Regions from separate parts of the Mus musculus genome. Here regions 2 and 3 are each linked to region 1. Evidence: chromatin contacts called from public Hi-C and HiChIP or PLAC-seq data. All regions are on one chromosome and are shown on one strand. Each heading gives the region's core, a stretch centred on a gene start, on an enhancer-like site or on the middle of the called end of the contact. The rest is flanking DNA. Distances are from core to core; before and after follow the strand shown. Region 1 has its middle 150 kb from the start of Gm36372. Region 2 has its middle 96 kb from the start of Gm48606. Region 3 has its middle 56 kb from the start of Lpin1.

Region 1 (2,896 bases), core at 171-2,670:
TAAAGGATCGTAGCACTAGGATCGTCTAGGATCGTAGCACTAGGATCTGGAGTCATCTAGGAGACTGACCCTCCCTGGCCTGCAGGATCAGTCTCTTAGATGATTCCAGATCCTATTAAATTATTAACAGTAATCACTACAATATGGAAGAGAGTGGACAGAGGAGAAATTTACAAGTCAGGGGTAAAAGGTAAACTTGGACATCCTGCTCTGTATCCCAGACCCTTAGTAAAAGGCAAGTCGCTCTGCTTTTCAGGGTCTTTGTCTTTTCAAATGAAAAGACAAAGCCTGCCCAAATCTTTCAGTATCATGCAACTGTGACTGGCTAAGCAGGGGAGAGTCCCTGTCAGTGTCCCCCAGGTGACATAATCCAAAGGAAAATGTGGGTTTCAGCATCGCACAGTCACTGAACCATTCAGCTTCTGCACCCTAATTGGCAGCTTTCTAAGCAACTTCTCCCGGTTCTCATTTTCTCCGGGCAGTAGAGTATACTTTGGCATCAGAATGGGAGGCTTGGGGTGGTCGCCCGGTTTCTTTCCCTCCAGTGGATGGGGCATCATGGCCTTAAACCAGAACCATCTGTGCAAAATGACTGGGAGGCACACAAAGTGCCGGAACCACAAAATTCCAGCTTTGCTTTTGGCTTTCTGGCAAGAAAAGACTGAAAAGTCGGCTCTCGTTTCTCCAAATATTTCTCGCCACAGAGTCTGTGCAGACTGCCTCCAACTCTCCATCGGCAAACCTGGGCAGTTTGGGGACTTTGTTTTGCTTTGTTTTGTTTTTAGTTCGGTTGTTTGGTTGGTTGGTTGGTTGGGTTTTTTTTTTGTTTGTTTGTTTGTTTGTTTTTTGTTTTTGTGGCCTGCTCTCAAATGGTTTTGGAGGCATTGGCAGAACGCACATTAAGGCCATAGTATTGGCTGAGAGTCAGATGATTTCTTTTTCAAAAAGGAGAAACTTCATAAGCCTTACCTTGTGCACACACAGGTGTATAGAAGAAAAAAAAAATGTGGTTTTTCTTCTTGCATTCAGGACTCACTCGCCTCGGCCCAAATTTGAAAAACAGGTTGGGTTTTAGGGGTGTTGCTTTTTTAAATGTTGTTTCTGGTTATTTGGTTTGGTTTGGTTTAGTTTGGGATTTTTCCCCTCACTAAAGTTGTCTGCTAAATACTTGAGGTAAAATCCAGAGACCTGAAGTCTTTGGCCTACTGTCTGTGCCATCTGCACACCTGCATGGTGACACTCAAGAGTCCTGTATGACAACTGATGGGGACCACAGTTCGCTTGGCTCACTGGAGTGGTACCAAGAGAGTTACAAAACAGCGAGAGCTTCCGAACCCGTCACTCTCCTCTACACCACAGAAAGGCTTAAAGATCCAAAGCAAACCGGAGCTTGCTCAAGTTTCAGAGATGTCAAGTCATGTGGTCTAAGGCGAACAAATGTTTCTGGCTATAAATACTCAACAGAGTGTTCCAGCTCACTCAGCCAAAACCTAAACGCTGTGAGGTTTCACCCAAACGAATGGTTCCTTAAATAAACACAACGTCAGGGCAAAAGTGAGCAGCAAAACTTGCAATCAAGGACTGACACGAGAGGCGCCGTCTCGTGGAAGAGAGAGGCTGCACCTGGACGGCTGGTAACAAAAGTTAACCGAGGGCCCTTAGCAGGGCAGGCAGTGGCCAAGCAAGCCCTAGTCCCTCAGTGTGTTAACCCTCCCTCAGGTCCGCCAGGATGAGGACACTACCATCCAACACCATTGATGCGGGAAAGCCAAGCCCCCAGATAAATAAGAAAACCTAGCACATCATGGACGTCAAGGGTGTCTGGTGGCAAAGCCACTGGCCCTCTGTGCCAGGACCCACTGTGCCCAGCAAGGTCAAGAATGCTGGTCTTACCCTGGATTCTTCATCACTGGGAGGCATCCATGTCTTGGGAACCACTGAGTTTAGGGCTGCAGAGACAAAATGCCACAAACCAAGTAATTTAACACAACAGACACATTCTCTTACCATGCCCAGAACCATAGAAAATACACACTCTCTCTCTCACACACACACACTCCATACACATACACACTCATAAGCACACCACACTCCCACAGACACACAGTCACATGCACACCACGCTCAAACACACACACACATACATTCACATGCACATCCCACACACATACTCTACACACTCCAAACACACCACACACTCTCTCTACACACACACACTACACAATCACATATACACCACACACTCACATGCACACTCACACACACACACACACACACAAGAATTTTTAAATTTATAACTGGTAAATAAAACTCAAAGCAAGGAAGCTGTAAAAAGTACACGGGGGAAAGAAAACCCATCTGGGCAAGAGGTATTTGCATATTCTGTTAGATATACTTCCTGCCAGGTGTGTGCAGCACATGGCCAGTTGCAAATTTGATTATTGGAGAAATTTTGAAAAGTTAGATGCCTGCTGAACCCCCAGGGTTCTTTTCCCCTGCCTTCCACTGCTCCCTGATGCAATATTACATGGCTGTGTTTTATCCTCCAATTTCTGTCATCTTCCTAGAAATGCATGGTTTGCCTAAGTGTGGAGCATGAAGGCCTAACTCCCTCAGCTTGCAAGAATACTAAACTAAGTAGGAATTGTTTTGGTGTGTGTGTGTGTGTGTGTGTGTGTGTGTGTGTGTGTGTGTGTGTGTGTGTTGATGATGATGATGATCAATTTTGATTAGCACATACAGTACTGGCTTTCACTGTGACATTTCCAAGAGTCATTTGTTTTTGTTGATTTTACTTCTCCTCCTTAGCCCCACCCTACACACACACACCTGTCCACCCCAGTAGAATCTTATCTGCTTTTAGGCCATATGAGTTTTACTGCCCTCTTCCTGTTCT
Region 2 (2,896 bases), core at 290-2,789, 250 kb before region 1:
ATGTATGTATGTATGTATGTATGTATGTTTGTATGTGTGTCTGTGTTATCCTGGGTCCACCTCATCCCTAGCTGTTACCATGGAAAGCTACTTTAGCTCTCAAAGTAGACTTTCATATATATTTGAATACTGAAAGAAACTGTTCATTTCTCATTCATTTAGATAACTGGTCTTTGAAAAGTTACCATTCAACCAAAAAAAAAAAAAAATGCTGGAGTGGTGGCACACGCCTTTAATCCCAGCACTTGGGAGGCAGAGGCAGGCTGACTTCTGAGTTCAAGGCCAGCCTGGTCTACAGAGTGAGTTCCAGGACAGCCAGGGCTATACAGAGAAACCCTGTCTCAAAAACAAAACAAAAACAAAACAAAAGAAAACAAAAAGTTACCATTCATGGAGATTTTTTAATTTCCCAAGGTCTTATACTGGAGCAGGTCCTGTGAGTGTGGGCATGCATGAAACAGAGAGAGAACAGACAGAGGTGGGGGGGAGGGGGAGGGAGAGAGAGAGAGAGAGAGAGAGAGAAGTGGTCATTTCTGGTATGGAATCAAGGTTCTTCTAAGCTCCATGGTCCTGTGTACATCTGTAGATGAGGCACTGCAGTGAACAGAGATGAGCATAGTTTATTGCAAATACCTAAAGATATCGTGAGAAGAAAAAGAAGGCCTCTGCCCCAATTCTCCATCCAAATTCTGCTCATGTTTTGTGGCAAATGCTGAAAGACTCCTGGTGGGGGAGAGTTTTCCCTAAGCGTCTCTCTAGCCTGGATTCTGTTCTTGAACGTTCACCCTGCAGTCAGGCAGGAGTGAGTGGGCCTGGATCACAGTGTTCAGTACCTCACAGGTCCAATCTGTGCTTAGTCTAGACAGACAGCTGGAGACTGGCAGCAGGGGATATCAGACACTCCAGGGTGGAGGGTGGGGGGCGTGCTGTGACAAAAATGTTCTCTTCTTGTCTTGCTGACTGCTGCCTCCGGAAGATTGTCTGGAGTAGCTGAGGGCTGAGACTCCTTTAAGATTCTGGGATCAAAGTTAATAATCTAAGAGATCTTTGTGGCTACTGGTGGTTTCTTTGTCCTGCCCCCAGTGTTCAGAATAGCAAAAAGTCAGACCTCTGGGGTGACACCTGTCATGCAAGCTTCCAGGGTGGGGCTCTGACCTTTTCAACTTCTCCTTTTTAATTCACAAATTCACTTGTGTGCCTGGTACTGGGAACCTCTGGAATTCAGTTCCTTTAGGATTTTGGCCTGCAGTGTTGTCTCAGCAGGTGCCAGTCAAATCCTTTAGAACCTGGCCCCTTCTTGCCTGCATTCTTATCTTTTCATCTGTCCTACACTTCATGCTTTGCCTTGTGGCAGCACCCCATGCTGTGTACCTTCCTTAATGGCATCCCTCCCCTCCACCCCACACCCTCTCCCACCCCTGTCATCAAGCGAACAGAATCCTCCAGCCCTACCCCACCCCCACCCTTAAGGCCATGCATATCTCTACATGGCCGTGACAAGGCCATGCATATCTCTACGTTGCTGTGACCCCAGGAGAGCACACCACAGCAGTGCTGTGATGCTTAAGCTTCGCCCCTTTCAGTTCCCTGTCGGCTTGCAGCCAGGACCTGAGCAGCTGTCTTTATCTTTTCAGACAGATCTGAAGCACAGTGTATACATTTAAAAGAAAACAAAACCTGACCATGTAGGCTCCTGTGGTTGGTTCTGAACCTCTGCCCTCACCACTGACTCTCAAGGGAAAAGCCAAGTTGGTCTGCCTACAACACCAGCCTAATTGTGTCACTGCATGCTTAGATCATTTTAGGAGCATCTCATGCTCCTTAGGTTAGAGTTCCAAATCCACCATCATGCCTGAAAAATCCTACTAGGCTTGACCTTCCCCCAATGCTCAGAACACCCTTAGCCCATATTCTTCTCTCCAGACACAAAACAAGCCACTTCAAGGTTAATAGCTTAATTAATATTGCTGATTGCATGATTAATACTTTGTGCCATTGATCTCTAGACTTATGAATATTCCATGGTCAGGTATGGGTCAAGAAACAGCTTTGATGACCTTGGTGGTCTCAAATGCCAGAGACTGGTTTGCTAGGATTCTGGCAAGGATGTCCTTAGAGAGATAATGGGGTCCTCCCTGATATTGTCAAGTATTCTGTAGTGGGATGTTCTGTTTTTCTTTTTAGATTATCAGCAATTTTGAAGAAAGGACACAGAAGAATGCTATGCATTTTGGTTTTTAATTACTATTGGCAACATCTCCCTTCATTCTACTGCCCAGAGATTCTGTTACTGTGATAAAGCATCTACAAAAATATCAAAGAATGGAAAGGGTTTTTTAGACTACAAGTCCAGGTTATATTCCATCATCAAGGAAAGATGAAGCAGGAATTCAAAGTAGCTAGTCACCAATTAAGGGCAGAGAAAAATCAATCCATCCTTTTGTATGCTTTTTTACTGGCTCTAGTTCTCTCTTCTTTGATACAATCCAGGAACTCCTTCCTAAGGAATAGTGCCATCCACAGTGGGTTGGGCCATCCTAAGTCATTAACAATCAAGATACTCTCCCACATGTATTCCTTCTGACCAACATGATGAAAGCAATTTCTCAAATGAGATTCTCTTTCCAGATAACTCTAGGTTGTATTAAATTGACAGGTAAAGCCAAGTAGAACAGAAAATAACATGACCAGCCCAGATCAAAGAATGGGAAGAGCCTACTACATCTACTGATGAGAAGAGCTACAACATTATATTACAAATGTCATAGGCTATATAAAAAGTGGGGGGAAAGACATCCGTATTTCCAATCAGTCTATGAGAGGTCCCATCCCTAGTGACTCTGATGTAATAATCAGAGCTAAGAATCAGCTACTTGGCCTGCATTCCAGATGATTC
Region 3 (2,896 bases), core at 199-2,698, 150 kb after region 1:
AGAAATAAATGTATAGAGAGCCCGTGAATTGGCCACTGGGGAAGAGCCTGATGAAATACACGTTGTTATTCAACCAATCCTATTACCATCATTATTTCCATGCTGCCTGGTAGACAGAACCCAAACTTCAGTCCAGATCTGAGTCACTTTCAGTCAGCTAAGGGATGGATCACCCAATCAGCTAATGCTGGGGGGTTGGTTTGATTTGGGGGGTTTTTTTTGTTGTTTTTTTGTTTGTTTTTTGTTTTTAGATAATCCTGAAAAATGGATCAAGATGACAAAGAACATTCTGGAAAGAAAGCACAAAGTCCTGAAATGAAAATATAACCCATTTCTTCTCAGCTTGGCTCTGCAGACCATCTCAGAAAAGGATGTTTTTACAGAGCAGAAACGTGACTGGCTGCACCTCCATTTACACTTCTTTGTTACAAAATGCATGTGACTTGTTGGGGTTCCAGCCTCGGGAGAAATCGGAGGCACTGGTGGTTACTTTCCGAAGTGAAACTTCCAACCACAACCTCCGGTGCACAAAAGGCGGAGTGAGTCACAGGAAGAGGCCACTTGCTTGCAAAATGCATTAAAAGTAATGCAGGCTGAATGGACTTCCTGCACCAATGAACAGATAGCTGGCATCGGGACAGGCTCCTCGAGGCTCCCAAACATTTCGGGGAGGACGAGACCATTAGAAATCTGGGCACATCCACCTCTACCCTGTTCCCTGCGTTCTCACTCTGCCCAGGCTGCCAGACCTGCTGTCTCCCAGGCCTGTGGCTCCCATCTGAGATTCCCCAGGAAGGCAGATCTGACTGGATGCTTCCACAGGGTCAGAAGGACACCTTGTGACTTAAGCAAGCACCTGTGGCTCGGTCTCCAAGATCCTTTAATACAAAGAGGTGAGGTGGTCTTTGTAGCAGCTTCTCCCGGTTTGAGCAAGTGGGGTGGAGCTGATGTGAGTCCTAGGCTGATAGCATTACAGCATTCCTGAGCTGGCCAGATGACAGACGTGAGCCCGGGCCTGGGCTGCAATGGTCCACAACATGTGAGTGCATCCGAACCCCATAGGACTTATTAAACTATTCTCGGAGGCCCACACCCACTGCTAGGGTCGGTAGGTCTAGGATAAGGTCCTAAACAATTTTATTTTTAACAAACTCCCAGGACAAACTCCCAGAACCTCCAGGGCCACAAAGAACAGATTTTAAATCTCAACAGACTGGCCTCCAAAGCTCACTTAAAGATTTGGGCCTCGGATTGAGCTCATCCAAGGGACATCCGCACTGAAACAGTCCCCTGAAGAAACTCCCCTGCCTCCACACAAATCCAACCCACAACCTGGCTGGTCTCCAAGCCTGGGACCACAGGGAAAGGCCTTTGTCAAAGCAGAGGCTGTTTTGAAAGGCTATTCGGTCAAACAAGAACCAACTGTGCCCCCCTGTGGCCACCGGCTTTCACTGACTTCCAGGATCAGCTTCTCTGGTCAGACTCTGCTTCCCTTTGGGGACCAAGCCTGGCTGTACCACAAGTGATAGCAATTATCCTCTTTGGTGCTACAGGATAAAAAGAGAGGTTACAAATGTAAAGTCTATCCTGGGGTGTAGAGCATGGACTTGCCTAGCATGCATGAAGCCCTGGTTCAATTCCCAGTACCAAATAAAAGACACTCATTGTGGCACATGCGTGCAATCCCAGCACTGGGGGTGGGGGTGGGGTGGCAGTAATGATCTAATTCAAAGTCATCCTTGACTATAGTGTTTCAGGCTATCCTCATGAGTCTGTCGGAGACACTGATGCTGCGAAGATAGCTCAGTGGATAAAGCACTTGCCAAACAAGTGAGGGGCCCAGCATTGAAATCCCCAGAACCCACAAAAAATTCAGATGTGGTGGTCACCTATAATCCTTGCAACTCACAAATCAGAAATGGAATCATTTTACAAGCTGACTTGAAAAGGGAAAACCCCTGGTGTTCCCCTGTACTGGGGCATATAAAGTTTGCAAGACCCTGGGGCCTCTCTTCCCAGTGACGGCCGACTAGACCATCTTCTGCTACATATGCAGCTAGAGACACGAGCTCTGGGGTACTGGTTAGTTCATATTGTTGTTCCACCTATAGAGTTGCAGACCCCTTCAGCTCCTTGGGAGTGGGTAGGTAGGGGAGCAGGGCGGGGAGGGTATAGGGAACTTTCGGGATAGCATTTGAAATGTAAATAAAGAAAACATCTAATAAAAATAAATTTTTTTTAAAAAAGGGGAAAACCCCGGAGACCCGTCACCTCTCGTATTTCAAGGGAATGGGCACAGTGCTGTTCACACTCCAGAACCATGATAGAAAACACAGATAGACAAAGATGGTCGAATGGAGTCTCAGCTCTGATGTTGGGACCAAAGGCCTCCTGAAGAGAGTTAAGTCCCAGAACCTGTTTCAAAACTGGGCCTCTTTAACTTTCCTCTATGACAATTCCATTCCAGGACCGACCGCACAGGGGTCACGAAAGCTGTCTCAGAGCTGATGGTTAAGACCAGTCCCCCCCACACACACCCAAATAGTTTTTGGCTTCTGATGCAAAATGGGAATGTGTTACTCTTTGAAACCAGACCAAGCCCTTCAAATTCCCAGGTGAACAAAGCTCGTCTCTGGGAAAGTCTAGGCATCCAAAAACTCATTCTGTCTGCATGGGGGTATGAACTGCGGGGACACAGGAGAGCCTTGGGTACCACCATGGAGGTCTGGTGTCAAAGGATAAAGAGAACACAGATGAATGAGTGGCCTATAGACAAGTTTATCCTGGTTTTTATTTCAGATAAGAGAGCCTCAGACACTGCAGTCAGGTAGCATAGATCTGTGGAGCTGTCCGAGGGTTTCTTCTGTCTGTAACATGTTGAATCTACAGACACCCG

Evidence for each region. HiChIP or PLAC-seq counts read pairs in DNA pulled down with a chosen protein or histone mark. Hi-C and Micro-C count contacts between places; a contact is called where the count stands out from the background.
Region 2: a contact with region 1 is called in a Hi-C map of B cells, with 2.2 times the contacts expected there. The contact joins two enhancer-like sites. A contact is called at or near these places in 1 of 15 datasets of contacts at CTCF or cohesin (large pre-B cells), 10 of 484 Hi-C or Micro-C datasets (B cells, the C10 cell line, CD4 T cells and 6 more) and 1 of 115 datasets of contacts at active chromatin or transcription factors (large pre-B cells).
Region 3: a contact with region 1 is called in a CTCF HiChIP or PLAC-seq map of pro-B cells, with 2.7 times the contacts expected there. The contact joins two enhancer-like sites. A contact is called at or near these places in 1 of 15 datasets of contacts at CTCF or cohesin (pro-B cells), 7 of 484 Hi-C or Micro-C datasets (B cells, the C10 cell line, centroblasts and 3 more), 4 of 115 datasets of contacts at active chromatin or transcription factors (the 230-238 cell line, CD8 T cells, the NIH/3T3 cell line and 1 more) and 1 of 9 other capture datasets (embryonic stem cells).

Annotation. Positions count from the first base shown.
Region 1 is chr12:16,382,226-16,385,121 of GRCm38.p6, forward strand. No RefSeq gene overlaps it. Among named protein-coding and RNA genes, the nearest start is that of Gm36372, 150 kb to the left of the region's middle. Within about 2 kb of position 1,421, at least 45 of the 459 cell types and tissues checked have an H3K27ac peak or open chromatin away from gene starts, as enhancers often do. A contact at or near this core is called in the 230-238 cell line, B cells, centrocytes and 2 more, where this site is marked.
Region 2 is chr12:16,134,937-16,137,832 of GRCm38.p6, forward strand. No RefSeq gene overlaps it. Among named protein-coding and RNA genes, the nearest start is that of Gm48606, 96 kb to the right of the region's middle. Within about 2 kb of position 1,540, at least 66 of the 459 cell types and tissues checked have an H3K27ac peak or open chromatin away from gene starts, as enhancers often do. A contact at or near this core is called in B cells, centrocytes and pro-B cells, where this site is marked.
Region 3 is chr12:16,532,058-16,534,953 of GRCm38.p6, forward strand. No RefSeq gene overlaps it. Among named protein-coding and RNA genes, the nearest start is that of Lpin1, 56 kb to the right of the region's middle. Within about 2 kb of position 1,449, at least 209 of the 459 cell types and tissues checked have an H3K27ac peak or open chromatin away from gene starts, as enhancers often do. A contact at or near this core is called in the 230-238 cell line, B cells, palatal mesenchyme and 1 more, where this site is marked.